Linked DNA regions of Zea mays: regions 1 and 3 are each linked to region 2. Evidence: chromatin contacts called from public Hi-C data. All regions are on one chromosome and are shown on one strand. Each heading gives the region's core, a stretch centred on a gene start, on an enhancer-like site or on the middle of the called end of the contact. The rest is flanking DNA. Distances are from core to core; before and after follow the strand shown. Region 1 holds the start of LOC100276641. Region 2 holds the start of LOC100383653 (Chaperone protein ClpD chloroplastic). Region 3 holds the start of LOC100279194.

Evidence for each region. A called contact is a pair of places that touch in the nucleus more often than the background predicts.
Region 1: a contact with region 2 is called in a Hi-C map of endosperm, with 6 times the contacts expected there. The contact joins the promoter of LOC100276641 here to the promoter of LOC100383653 in region 2. A contact is called at or near these places in 3 of 25 Hi-C or Micro-C datasets (bundle sheath, endosperm and leaf).
Region 3: a Hi-C map of ear shows a contact between it and region 2, with 5 times the contacts expected there. The contact joins the promoter of LOC100279194 here to the promoter of LOC100383653 in region 2. A contact is called at or near these places in 7 of 25 Hi-C or Micro-C datasets (ear, endosperm, leaf and 2 more).

Annotation. Positions count from the first base shown.
Region 1 is chr5:170,884,532-170,888,952 of Zm-B73-REFERENCE-NAM-5.0, reverse strand. It overlaps LOC100276641, which reads left to right and starts at 3,031. Exons shown (of 1, transcript NM_001174570.1): 1 at 3,031-4,373. The coding sequence starts at 3,461. The coding sequence ends at 3,955.
Region 2 is chr5:171,241,287-171,245,735 of Zm-B73-REFERENCE-NAM-5.0, reverse strand. LOC100383653 (Chaperone protein ClpD chloroplastic) reads right to left here and starts at 2,618. Exons shown (of 12, transcript XM_008645873.4): 1 at 1,696-2,618; 2 at 1,315-1,484; 3 at 979-1,208; 4 at 782-890; 5 at 565-692; 6 at 357-458; 7 at 1-274. The coding sequence starts at 2,321.
Region 3 is chr5:170,951,387-170,955,603 of Zm-B73-REFERENCE-NAM-5.0, reverse strand. LOC100279194 reads right to left here and starts at 2,387. Exons shown (of 18, transcript NM_001367369.1): 1 at 2,020-2,387; 2 at 1,516-1,662; 3 at 1,253-1,408; 4 at 991-1,113; 5 at 748-916. The coding sequence starts at 2,232.

The DNA of each region.
Region 1 (4,421 bases), core at 1,782-4,281, 360 kb after region 2:
ACTCTACGGTGAATCCCTAATCCAGATCTACTTTTTTTCCAACGATAAAAGCTGACTCTGATGCATTCTAATCCAAGAAGCAAAGAAAACGGCATGGGACCACAGACCATACTAAGAATCGCGCTCCAACATGTAACATCGCTAGCAAACAAGAGGATCTGGTTGGTGCGTGTCTTTCTCTATACATAAATACATACATCGAAGGAATTGTCAGGAAACAGTAAGGCAGAAACAGCCAAACATGAGGGAATTCTCAGGAAAACAGAGTAGTTTCAGCCAATGAAGCAACCAGTGGAGGGGATGTTAACGATGCCCAGAACCCAAGCTAGCTAGTAGCACTAGCGTAATAACCACTACAATGAAGGTGAAGGCGGCCGGAGCAGATAGCATGTCGTTGTAGCATACATGTCGACATGGGGACGTACATGGATCGGCAGGCCAGGCCACGCCACGTGGATGATATCGCCTTATCGTTCTAGAGAGGTCCACAGTCCCTGACGATCACGGAGCATCAGCGGCAGGCAGGATCACGTTAGTGTGGAGCCTGACGGAGCAGCAGGTCCCCAAGCCTTGGTTGCACTTGAGAAAGGGCGGGCGGGCGTGCCACATGCATGGATGGATGGCCACGCTGCAGAGTTCACGATGACTCCAGAGGGGGGCACGGCAGCAGTTGCTCAGTTAATCTGCAGGCAGCACGTAGTACAGTAGCGCCGGTCTGGCACGGCCATCGGCATCTGTTCAGCAGAGCGCGTAGAAACAACGCGAATTGCGCAGCGCTACTAGGCTAGGCACGCACGTCATGGATGGAGACACGACCAGCGCGGCAGCGTCCAGCTAGCTAGCAACGGACGGCGGCGGCGGCGGCGGCGGGGGCGATGCTCTGCTGACGGTCGATGAAGATGGCCACTGAAAGCAACCCGGCCCGGGTGGATTGCTTGGCTTGCCCGCATGGGCGAACGTAGATGTTAACATCGGGCGGCCGTTCCGTTCTGTTCCGTGTGCTAAGAAAGACACAGGCAGGGGTGGGGGCGGGCGGGCGGCCGGGCAAGGTGCCCGTCCTTGTCAGCTGGTCACGCGGCCTTGCCCAATGTGCTGGGGCCACGGGTAGCTTTTTACGTTTCATGACAATTGACACAGACCGGATCTGCCATTGTGCCGAACAACAAGAGTAGGAAGGCGTACCGCACCGGAGGGGTCCGGGGATGAATTGCCGTCGCGATTCGAAATTGCTACCACGGCCCAGGGAGCTAGGGACCGGCGCCAAACAGCTTTCACACACCCGCGGCGGCACGGCAGTGGTCACCATGGCAAAACGCGACGAGAACCTCCGGTGGGTGGGCCGGGCCCGGGCGCGCGGGAGTAGTAGTAGTGAGTACGGGGCCCGGCCGGTCGACATAATGGTCATGATGTTTATCCACGACGCTTTGTTTTTTCTTGTCCCTTGTCGTGCTTGCAATCACGCACGCCTGACCTGTTCCGCCCGATATTTTCATCGGGTGGACGATGGATAAACAATGCAAGCCGGCCACTTGCAGAGACACGACACCGGCTGATAACTTGACGGGTGAGGACCGAAACCTAGGACGAGGAAGGAGTTCAGCAAGCAGTGGCGAAGACGCAACGGCAATGCGTCTGATGGCAGCCCGGAGTCTCCCGGCCAGGTCGCTAAGGATAACGCGTCCGACGATGGACGGCAACTCTAAACTTCCATCTTGTGAATTGTGATGAGCCCATGCCTTGGATGGCTGCCTCAGAAAATCAGACGTCAGGACGAGGAAGTCGCATGCGCCGCTGAGCCGGGCTGAAGGCATCCGGAGACGCTGCGGAGCCGCGGAGGAGGCATCGCCCACCGAGTACCGACCGTGTGATTCCGTGAGGTGCCACCTGCCACGCACCGTCCATCGACGTTGGTGGTGGCTCGCAGGAGCGGCTTTGGACCCAGGGTTCACCGTCCTGCTGACCACGCGGAAGCCGGCGCGCAGCCATCGGGGCTTGCCGACCCGTTCGGCCTAAAATTCGCGTGTAGAAGAGTGACCTCACGTGGTAGAGATGATAATAGATTGTGATTTAAATGTTTCTTTATAATTTATTAAGTTTTAAATTATTTCTAGTTGAAAAATAAAATAGAAATAAAATCTGATCCTAAATTGATCTTTAAATTTTATAGTATACATTATATAACCTATCGTCACACTAGACGTGGGAGAGGACTTCGGCACCGTCCGGCGTCGTGGCGGCGCCGTGGCTACCGGCTATCCCGTCACTGCGGTGCGGGGTAGGGGAGGCCGCATCCACACAGTCACAATCGATCGGTACGTCGGTCACCGGCGGGACGGTACTAGTGGCCCGGGAAGCGTCAGAGCGGGACGGCGCTTGTATTGCTCCGTTGAAAAACCGGTGGAGCAGGAGATCCAAGTAGGCAGTACGTACGTTGCTGCAGCCTGCAGCCCGCAGTACAAGCTTGTGATATATTTTTCTCTATCTTGATTGTATATATCCTTATCTTCCCTGTTTGCATAGGAGGAAAAATCTCCGTCTCCATCGCCGCGAAAGATCGCGGTAGAGATTTTGGTCCATCGTTTGTATAATAGAGTTTGAATATGTGGACGAGTGAATAAACTGATGCAGATAATAAAAGCAGTAAAGATATACAAGGAGTACAATACCCACAAGTACGCGTGTAAAACTAGGCAGTGCGCACGTAGCAGCAGGCCAGGAGCGTGTCCTCTCCGCCGGGCCCGAATGGATCCAAATCCGTTGCCGCGCAAACGACGAGATCCGGGGTGGGGGAGGGGGGGCAGCGGTTACACCGCACCGGAGGGCATCGGCGTCCTCGTTTGGATCCAGCCCAGCGAGGGTGAAGGGCTGTGCGCCGATGGCCTGTGGGCCCGAGGGGCCCACGGGTTGGGTTGGCGGAGGGATTCCCGGGCAGCCCCTACCCGGCCTGCCCGCGGGCACCTCTGCTCTGACCTCTCGCCGGCTATAAAACGGGCGCCAAGGCCTGGATAACGCAGTTTGCCGCTCTGTGAGCCTGCTGCCGTCTTCTTCCGCCGCCGCCGCCGTCGTCTTCGTCCGTAGGTAGCCTCCTCTCTCCTGTCCTCGCTTGATCTTATCTACTAGTAGTACTCCTGATGAGACGCTAAGAAATCTCGCTTATATTATGTTAACCCTGAAACCGAAAGTGAGTCTTGTGCAACTGTAAAAACTGGGACGTCACTGAACGAACGATAGCCTGGGTTCGTTCGGTCGTAGTGGAGGATACAGCAACATCCTCTTAAGTTGAATTTACGAACGCAGTTAATTTGTTTCCCTGTGCCGTTCGCTGCGTTACGCACAAGGATCTTTACTCCTGGATTTCAATTTATTTATTTTCCCCCCGCATTTAAGTATTGCGGCTTGCCTTGCCTTGCCTTCTGGATGTCGCGTTGCGCCGCTGGCTGATGATGGCCTATGTCCTGGCATGTGCAGCAGATCAGAGAGCGGGGAGGAAGAAAAAGCGATCGATGGCGTCCAACTACGTGGACACGACGGGCGAGGAGGGACGGTTCCACGGCCCTCACAGCCACAGCACCAGCACGACCCCGACGGGCGGCGCGGCGGCGGCGGCGGCATCGCCGCGCAACTTCCGGCGCAGCTTCTCCTCCGCGTCCTCCGCGGGCCACAGCCACGGCGGCGGCGGCGGCGGGGCCAAGTGCGTGTGCGCGCCCGCGACCCACGCCGGGTCGTTCAAGTGCCGGCTCCACCGCACCAACTCCCAGGGCCACGGCCACGGCCACCCGCACCCGTCCCCGCCGGCCTCCCCCGCCGCGCCGGCGCAGGGCGTCTCGTCTTCCGCTTCCTCCCGCACCGTCGAGGCCCTGTGAGTGTCCGAGGCCAAAGACGGGCGAGGCGTGGGGAAAGTGAGAAGATGATGGGATATACTTGTCGTGTCAGTCTGTCAGAAGGAAAGGAGTGAAGCTATTATTCCCTCTTGTTGTGATCCGCGCTGTTTTGCCTCTTCCCCCCTACCCGTTTCCTCCCTTCGTGCTGGTTGTGGTTCTAAATTCCTGATTGCCGGCCGTCCCGCCTTCTTCCTTGCCAAGACGAGACTCTCCTCCTCCTGCCACTGCTACCGCTGCTCCTCTCAACTGGTGAACTGGATCCTGATTTGGGGAGAAGGTTAAACTGGATGCCTTTCCATGTAATTAATTGCCTCTCTTTACCATTCTACGTGCTACTAGTATTGAAGTATCATCACCCTTGTTGTGTCCTTCTGTCTGTGGTGTGATGGTCATGGACTCATGGTCTGTGTTTCTTCGGTGAAGAGTTCGTACCCGTACATAAAAGATCTTCAATCAGTGGCCGGTTTGGTACCTGTTTGGTTCAGCTTTTTTCTGACCAGCTTTTCTGAAAATCTGGCTGTGGTGAGAATCTGGCTGTGG
Region 2 (4,449 bases), core at 1,369-3,868:
GCATGGCCTGAGCAGCTCTTATCTCTTGCCAGTATTCATCTGGTGACTTCAAGAGAATCGAAGACTGCCCTTCCTTCTTCCTATTAAATGATTCCATCCGAGCTCTACTTCCAGCCTCATCAATCAGATCAATAGCCTTATCAGGAAGCTGTCTGTCAGGAATGTATCTTGCTGACAAATAAACTGCTGCATTGATGGCTTCCAATGTGAATTTGCATTTATGGTAAGTTTCATATTTTTCACGAAGACCCAGTAATATCTTCACAGCATCTTCCTGCAGTAAGGTTGAAAAAATGGTTACGACAGAAATTTACATGTTAAACTACCACGCTTTCATAGAAAAACAGCCGCAGTACCTGACTAGGCTCATCTACTAGTACTGGCTGGAAGCGGCGGGCCAAAGCCTTATCCTTCTCAAAATGCATCCGGTGTTCATCTAGAGTTGTAGCAGCAATGCACTAAAAATGCAAACAAATACTGTCCATAAGATAGGAAATATGAAAAAGTATGATCTTCTCTACACTGAATGAGTACACTGAGCAAGAAATTAGATGAATCTAATACCTGCAATTCACCTCTAGCAAGCGCGGGCTTCAGCAAGTTGCCAATGTCAAGACCAGAACCCTTACTCTTTCCAACAGTTCCAGATCCAATAAGGTTGTGGACCTCATCAATAAAAAGAATAACATCGCCTGCACAAAGTTCTTATGATTTTTAATATTCATGACCACGTGCAGAAGCTCCATATCTGATAACATTTCAGAATGCACTACTAACTGACCTGCTTCCCGGACCTCGCGGATTATATTAGTAACCCTAGACTCCAGTTCACCCCTCTCCTTTGCACCAGCAATAAGGAGACCAACATCTAGCGACAATATGCGCTTTGCCTGCAAATAATTTAAATATGAAAACCACTTATCTGTAAGCTAATCGTGGTGCATAACCTTAGATCTGTCACTGGCAAGTCAAGCTTACCACAAGGTAAATGGGGACATCTCCATTTGCAATTCGAAGAGCCAGACCCTCGGCAATTGCAGTTTTGCCAACACCCGCCTCACCCAAAAGAATAGGGTTGTTCTTCGTCCGCCGGCATACTATCTGAACTACTCTTTCAATCTCTTCTTCACGGCCAATAATAGGATCAATGAAACCTCCACTAGCTTGTGTGGTCAAATCCAAACAAAATTGATCCAGCGCACCCTTATCTGAAAAAAAAGATAAACAATGCAAGCGTCCATTGAGGTTTTTTACTTGACCTATAGTGGAACAAACATGAGTGTAAGCTTTGACTGAACTCCTCTAGCTCCTGACCTTTCTTTTTAGTCAAGGACTGGGAGAAGGCAGATCTTCCGGCTGCAGCAGGGGCTTTCTTTGGAACTTTGAAAGATGATGGTTCAGCAGGATCTCTGCCATCTTTCGCAAGCTCTGCTTGGAGACGGTCGACTGCAACCGATGCTAGATGACTGGGATCCGCTCCCAAACTACAGCAATCGACAGCATGCAGCAATGAGGCCCAAACAACGAAAGGATGCGAAGATAACTGAGATCATTTTTCATTGGGGCGAGCCTATCAATCATATCTGTACAACTAGATGCCAAACTTCGTTTGTGTAATGTGGTCGATAAGTAAATGTCATCGATTGCAGCGGATCTGGAGATCAGTTGCAATGGAAAACAAACAAGAGAACGTACCTCCTTAGGAGGTTGTTGGTGGTTGGATCGTCGAGGGAGAAGAGTGCGATGGCGAGGTGCTCGGGCGAGACGAAGCTGGAGCCCATGTTCTTGGAGAGCACGACGGCCACGTCGAAGACCTGCTTGGTGGGCGCGGCGAAGGGCACGTCCGTGTCGAGCCCCGACGACCCGGGCCTAGACGCCGCGGTGGCCGAGTCCGCGTCCCTGGCACTGGCAGCGATGCCGCGGCACTCCTCGCGCGCGCGCTCGATGTTGATCCCCGACGAGAGGAAGCCGCCCGAGGATCGGTCCTCGGCGACCAGGCCGAGGAGGAGGTGGCGCGGCGCCACGGCGGGCTCCCCGAGCCCCCGGGCCTCCCGCTGCGACAGCACGACCGCCTTGACGGCCCGCTCCGTGAACCGCTCGAACACCGCCCTGACGACGCCGACGCCCCCCCTGCGCGCCCGGCGCGTGGGCGCCGCCGCGGCCGCGGATGCCGGGCGTGGGAGCGGGTGCGCCAGCACCACCGCCCTCCCGAACCCCGCTGCGCCCCAGCGAGCCGCCGGCGCGGCCAGCCTCCGCGCCGCGGCGCCGCGGCCCCCGGCGGTGAGGACGGACGACGAGGTGGAGCAGCAGCACACCTCCATAGCTACCGCACCAGCAACGACACACAAAAAAAGAAACAAGAAAAATTAAGGAACTACCTTAACCCTCCCCTGTCCTAGGAACGAATCAAATGCTTATATGCTTGCTTAGGCAGCGGTTAGTCACGCTCTCGCTACGCGTCGCACGCCAACAGCTATCTAGTCTATCTATCTGCTTGGAGTTGGAGGCGTGGCGTGGCGTGGCGTGGCGAGTGGATGAGTAGGCGAGGAGGAGACGGGGGAGAGCGGTATAAAAATACCGCGCGGCGGAGGCGGGGGCGGAGGCGGGGAGGACGGAACGGAAGGAAGGGGAAGGAAGCACGCAAGGAAGGAGGGACACGAGTCCGGAATGGCAGTTCGGCCGGCGGGTGCGCGCGCGTGGGGGCGAGCGAAACGAAAGAAAGGGATCGGTGGTGCCCACTGCTCAGCCTCGGTGTCCTCCGTTTCTACCGCGCGTCGGCCGTGCCGGGCCGGGATGTCTCCGCCTCCGCACGCCACCACACCACCAGTCCACCACCCACACCGGCCCCCGCGGTCAACCGGCCAAGGCGTGGCGGTCCGTCCGACTGCGATCGGCAGCAGGGGCCGGGGTGGTTCGGCCGCTGTTTCGGCCGTTTCTGGGCTTTTCGGTGCCGTGGCCATACTGCGTGGGGGCCGATGGTCAGCTTGGCTGGCCAGTGCAGCAGCGGACCGAGTCGGCGCGAGATCGTTCACGTCGGCACATGTGTCATCCTCCACTGCCCGCGACGTGGGCGGCTGTGCTCAAGCGGGCGGGGTGCTGCTCACTCGCGTACCGGAAGCTTCTGCCTTTTTTTTTCCCGATACATGCACGTTTGTGAAAACAGCCCCGGTCCCGCCCTGGCAGTCGGGGATTGACCGTGCCGAAACAGGCACCGTCTCCTGTTTGGACTCGTGAGCCTGTTAACCATGCATGCTGCGTGGTTACAGTAATCCGTGTTCTTGGAGAACAGGGAAACGGATGCGGTGCAGAGCAAAACAAGGCAGGGGGAGGGTCGACGGGTACGTGCTCCTACTCTCCTCTGAACCACAACGGCCACAACAAGTACACATTGCTACTGCATCTTCTTCTAGCTCCCGTTAGTTAGATACTCTCAGCGACGAACAAGTTTAGGTCTACATGTAGACAACCACCAGCTGCGTGTCTGTACACCAACCATACGAGATCTGACAGGGGGTCACACGTGCAAGTGCAGTGGCCGGTCTCTACCTAACAACACTAAACACTAGGATACATAGGCTTAGGGGTGGATAACGAGTCAGCTTGGCTCGGCTTGTTCGAGTTCGAGTTGGCTCGTTAAGCTAACGAGCAAGCTCGACTCAGCCTGTTAAGTTAACGAGCCACAGAGTCAACTCGGCTCGACTCATTTACAAGCTCGAGCTAGCTCGTGAGCTAGAACAGAAAAAATAATATATATAATAATTAATTTTTAGTTAATTTTAAACTAATTTAACAATAGAAAATAGTAATTATACTTATAGTTTCGTAAACCACGTCAATGTAACACCTAATGAGCATAATTCATCATTCATCAATTCACAATTCACATACATGTTCATCAGTTTAACCCACAATTATATTTGCATAGACTAATTTAATACATAAACATAGTTCATTAATCATTATTTTAACAAATAAGCCATAGACACCTCACGTACATATAACATGCTCATCAATTATTCTGTAAATGATGTGCATATAGTTTCGTTTTGCTAGAATGTGGTAGCTTGTTTGGCTCACAAGCTGACTCGTTAACAAACCGAGCTAGAATGTCAGCTCAGCTCGTGAAAAAATTCAAACAAGCTGATCCGAGCTGAGTTGACCATGAACCAAGCGAGCCAATAAGCCACAAGCATTTTGTCCAGCCCTACATAGGCTACTACTAAGCTTACTGTCTTTTACTACTAATTACTCCTCGTGAAAAAATTAATTGTCCACCGATCATGCGCATTGTTCATCCTCACTAATACACTGGTGAGATGGCGCGAGGTTAGTTTCGCGGGACAGTCGACTCGACCGTCCTCGTCCACCGGAACCGGATGGATGGTGACGGACGGCAGGCTTATTTGCACACGGAACGCAACACCCACCAGGCAGCAGGCACTTGCGTGC
Region 3 (4,217 bases), core at 1,138-3,637, 290 kb after region 2:
CCCACGCAGATACAATTCGGTACCAGAAATCTCGTGCCAACACACAGGTGGTTAGGATATGTTGGATGTTCTCCTCCTATTGGTCACAAAATGGACAGTGACTGTTCTTACCTTTATTGTATAAGATCAAGTATGCTTGTGACCTGCGATATATGAGAAACCCCCTGATTTGCAACTTCACAAAATTAGTTAACATTAATTGCCCCATGAATGTTTTCTTAGTCTGACTTCCTCAATCGGTTATTTACCCAAATTTGAGATTAGTTTCGCTTGTCTCACATAAATGAGCAACTACAGAAAAAAAATCAACATATTGAGAATCCTAGTGTAACCCTTAGTTTTGTGTCTATCTTCAGGGAACGTATCCTATGTGCAAAACCCATCCGTGCATATATGTTCATATTAAATCTGGATCCTTCGTCCAACAATCAATGGTTGAACGTGCGAGTGGTTTTTTGCAAATATACACCTAGACACGGAGGAGAGGAGCAATGAAGGGTTTTTTCGTAAAATATGTCAATCATTAATTACTGGACAAAGGGTCCAGATATAATCTGTGCATATGTGCACTAGATAGATTATGTGCATTTGATATGTTGCCCTATCTTCATATGACGTTTGTTTGGCATGATGTCGCAATAAAACACTGGCGGACAATGGGATGAAATAACGAGTACAAAATAGCTGCCACCTGACAAAAGCTCAAAGTTATTGATGTGAATACCCAAACCAGATCCCAGTGCATACCTACAGAGACTCCATTCTTCTCACTTTCAACCAAAGCTGCATCCACTATATCTTTGAGAAAGATGGGCTTGACTCCCCGCTTCACAGCATTGCACGTGATGACAAGCTTAGGCTTGCAATCGACAATCCTTTGAGCTAGCGAATCTGCTGAGAAGCCAGCAAACACAACCTGTACAAGCATGGATGTATCACAACATAGAAAAGAAAACCTAGGGTTCACAAAACAACCAATACTGCAATTACCGAGTGAACGGCACCAATGCGGGCACAGGCAAGCATGGCAATGGGAAGCTCCAGCAACATTGGTAGGTATATAATAACAGCATCACCCTTGCCGACACCAAGGCTCTTCAAGTAATTTGCAAGCTACAAGCATAAAAGACCGGCTTAGACCTGGTCATCTTCTTTGAGTCTCTGAATGCAAGTGTTGTGACATGTGTGCTAGTACACTTGCCGTTGCCAGTTTTGCTTGTGGTAAACATTTCAGACATGAGCGTGCATTTACCTGGCAAACCTTCTCCAGGAGCTCGGAATAGGTAAGCTTCCCATCCTGACCGGGCTCATTACCCTCCCAGTACATTGCAACCTTGTCGCCATTGCCAGACTCGATGTTGCGGTCAACAGCGTTGTAACATATGTTGGTTTTCCCTCCCTTGAACCACTGTACAGGACCAAGAACCATGAGACGGATCAGAACCACCATAATATACCCGTTCATATTCCAAAGGGACGCTAACGTTTAGCTAACAATCATCAAACAACACTTACGTTGATCTGGACGGGTCCCTTGGTGACATCGAGGTTCTCCGAGCAGACCTCGGCGGGGTTCCACTTCTCCTTCCAGTAAAAGGTCTCGGCAATCTCCGACCAGAACCCGGCCGGGTCCTTAATGGACCTCTCATACATCTCGCGATACTGATGCCGACCATGAAAAATCACACCAAGACCGCAATGTTATTTACATCACCAATCATCGAAAACAAAATGAGAAACAAACACCAGCGCGGACGAATTGTCGTTCCCTGTCGGACTTCCCCAACAAGCCTGATCATGGCAAACCTCTCATCTCATTCTCATGCTTGCAATTGCAAAGTTGTGCGACGCCCAAAGTGAAAAGCGCCCGAGTGCTAAAGCAAACGCCTTTAGTCTAGAGCAAGCCGCTGATTGGATAAAAAAAAGACTCGATTTTGCATTTGCCTTCAACAGCACAAGAATCAACAAGCCGCAGGCGAGAGACGTCCGACGGGTACTAAGTTTCGGTTTTGCACACACCTGTTTCGGAGAAGAGACGAGGGCGCTGGCAGAGAACTCGGGGCTGGGGACGATGAGGTCGTTCTCCTCGGCGGCGAGCGACTCCCCGAGCACGACGGCGTTGATCCCCGAGATCTTGCCGGCGCCGGAGGGCAGCTCCGACATGGACTCGACGTGGCGGAGCTTGTCAGAGGGAGCGCCCTCTGCCGGCTGCTGGCCGTTGGCCGTGCCCATGGCGGTGGCTGTCGACGGCGGCTCGCGAGCAGGGGCGGGAGAGGCGGCGAGATCCGGGCGGAGGTCTGGGAGGGGGGCGTCCGTCAGCGACGGCTACCGCTGGACTCTCTTTTTATAAAACGGCGATGGCCGGTCGATCTCTGCTGCTGCTAGCGCCAGTGCTACCGGCCGAGTCCTTCGTGTTGACTTTGTTTTTCCGTCACGAGATGATTGAAAATAATAATGCAAGAGCTTTGAATGGTAGTACGCACTGTATTTCTTTGGTTTCGACGAGCGTACAGGATCATCTTTCTTCTTCTCTTCATTCTTTTTTACAAAGGGTTTACATGCCTTATTGACAGAGTCACACAGGGTACGATTTGTCGATTTACTTGTATTTTCTAAAATGTACAGATTGTTAAGGTTCATTTGTGTTCCTTCCAGCTAGTAGTTGGGGGTAATAAAACTCAACTTTTATGTCACTGCGTTGCTTTCCTGGTGGTTGCTGATTAGTGGATCTGCAACCACGTTGGATTGGGGAACCCAATCTTTCTGATTAGATTTCCATATCATATTCGTATCCCCGGCTGGGTGTGCACACGAGCGACGCGAGGGCCGAGGGACACCGAACAGGCAGCAATTCTATATTCGCCATTAGCGTGAAGCGGCCGCGATAAAACGAAGCTCACGTTGCATCCAGACCACATGTCCACATGAGCGGTAGATGCAGCGGCCGGAAGCATCGCGCTCGTCACTCGCGCGAACAGCTGACAGGCGGCTAAGCGGCCGGCCCTGTCCGCCTGGCTTTCGACACTATCTATAGCTGATCGGTGCACCTGATCGGTCGCTGTAGCTGTAGGGCCTGCAGGTGATTATTTGGGAGTCGTAGGTTGCAAAAGGCATTGTGATGTGTTCGTTGCAGCGGCGTGCGACCGTGACTTGGCAACATCTGTTCGCTCATGTTCATGATAGTATTTGCAACAAATTTTGTCTATAAACCTAAGGATTTGCAATGTTTTTGTACATTGTTATCAACTAAAACGGGTCATTTGTATATCTTCATTTTGAAAGAATTAGAATTTATTTCATAAATAGGTTATTTGGTTTGGAATTTGTCATTGCACCACTTTCCAAAGTTTAGATATTTGTCATTGCACCAGACCGTACAATCCAACTATTCATGTGAGATCATACTAAGTGTGTCTGTAGTGTGGTCGCCGTCTTGTACTAGACATGCAACATTTAGAATGATATATGCAACATTTTGATCAAAAGCTCAATAGTGAAAATGTCGGAAGCAGTCTGAGAGAGGTTATCTCGGAGACCCACTTATGTATGGAAAAGGTCAAGTGCTATCTATAGAGTTATCTAACTGAGAGCTTGGCTCTTGCGAAGACATCTTTGTGATAGGCTCCAACAAGTAATAGGGGAAAGTCGTTTGCTTCTTGATACCTTGGTAAAAGTATGGTGATGTCGAATAAGAGTTTCTATCTCTATCGGTCTTTAGATTCTGTATTTATATTGTGTATCTTAGAGTGTGCTTTACCTTCCTAGATTAAGGACTTTTTGGTTCAGATGTAAATTCCTGGAAATTTGATTCTAGGCGTGAGAAAGTTATTGTGAGTTGACGATTGTGAAAAACTGAAATTTATTTGGTTGAAACAACTCTTAACTATAGATTCTATAAGAACATGAAAGTTTGTAATATGAATGACATGAATCTAGAAAATCTGGGGTAGAAGGTGATTCTGAATTGAACTAGTGAAATATGTAGTTTTTTAGGAATCTATTATCTTGTTGTACCCATTTGATTGAGATTCTAGATTTTTGGCAGCAAATCGATTCAAAAAGCTGAACCAAACACACCCTTAGCCGATAGGATTGAAATCTAGTTTGCATTACTCTTTTGTATAAATATAAAAATACACCTAGTAAACTTTAGGGGTATTTGGTTTCTAGGAACTAATTTTCAGTCCATCCATTTTATTCTATTTTAGTCACTAAAT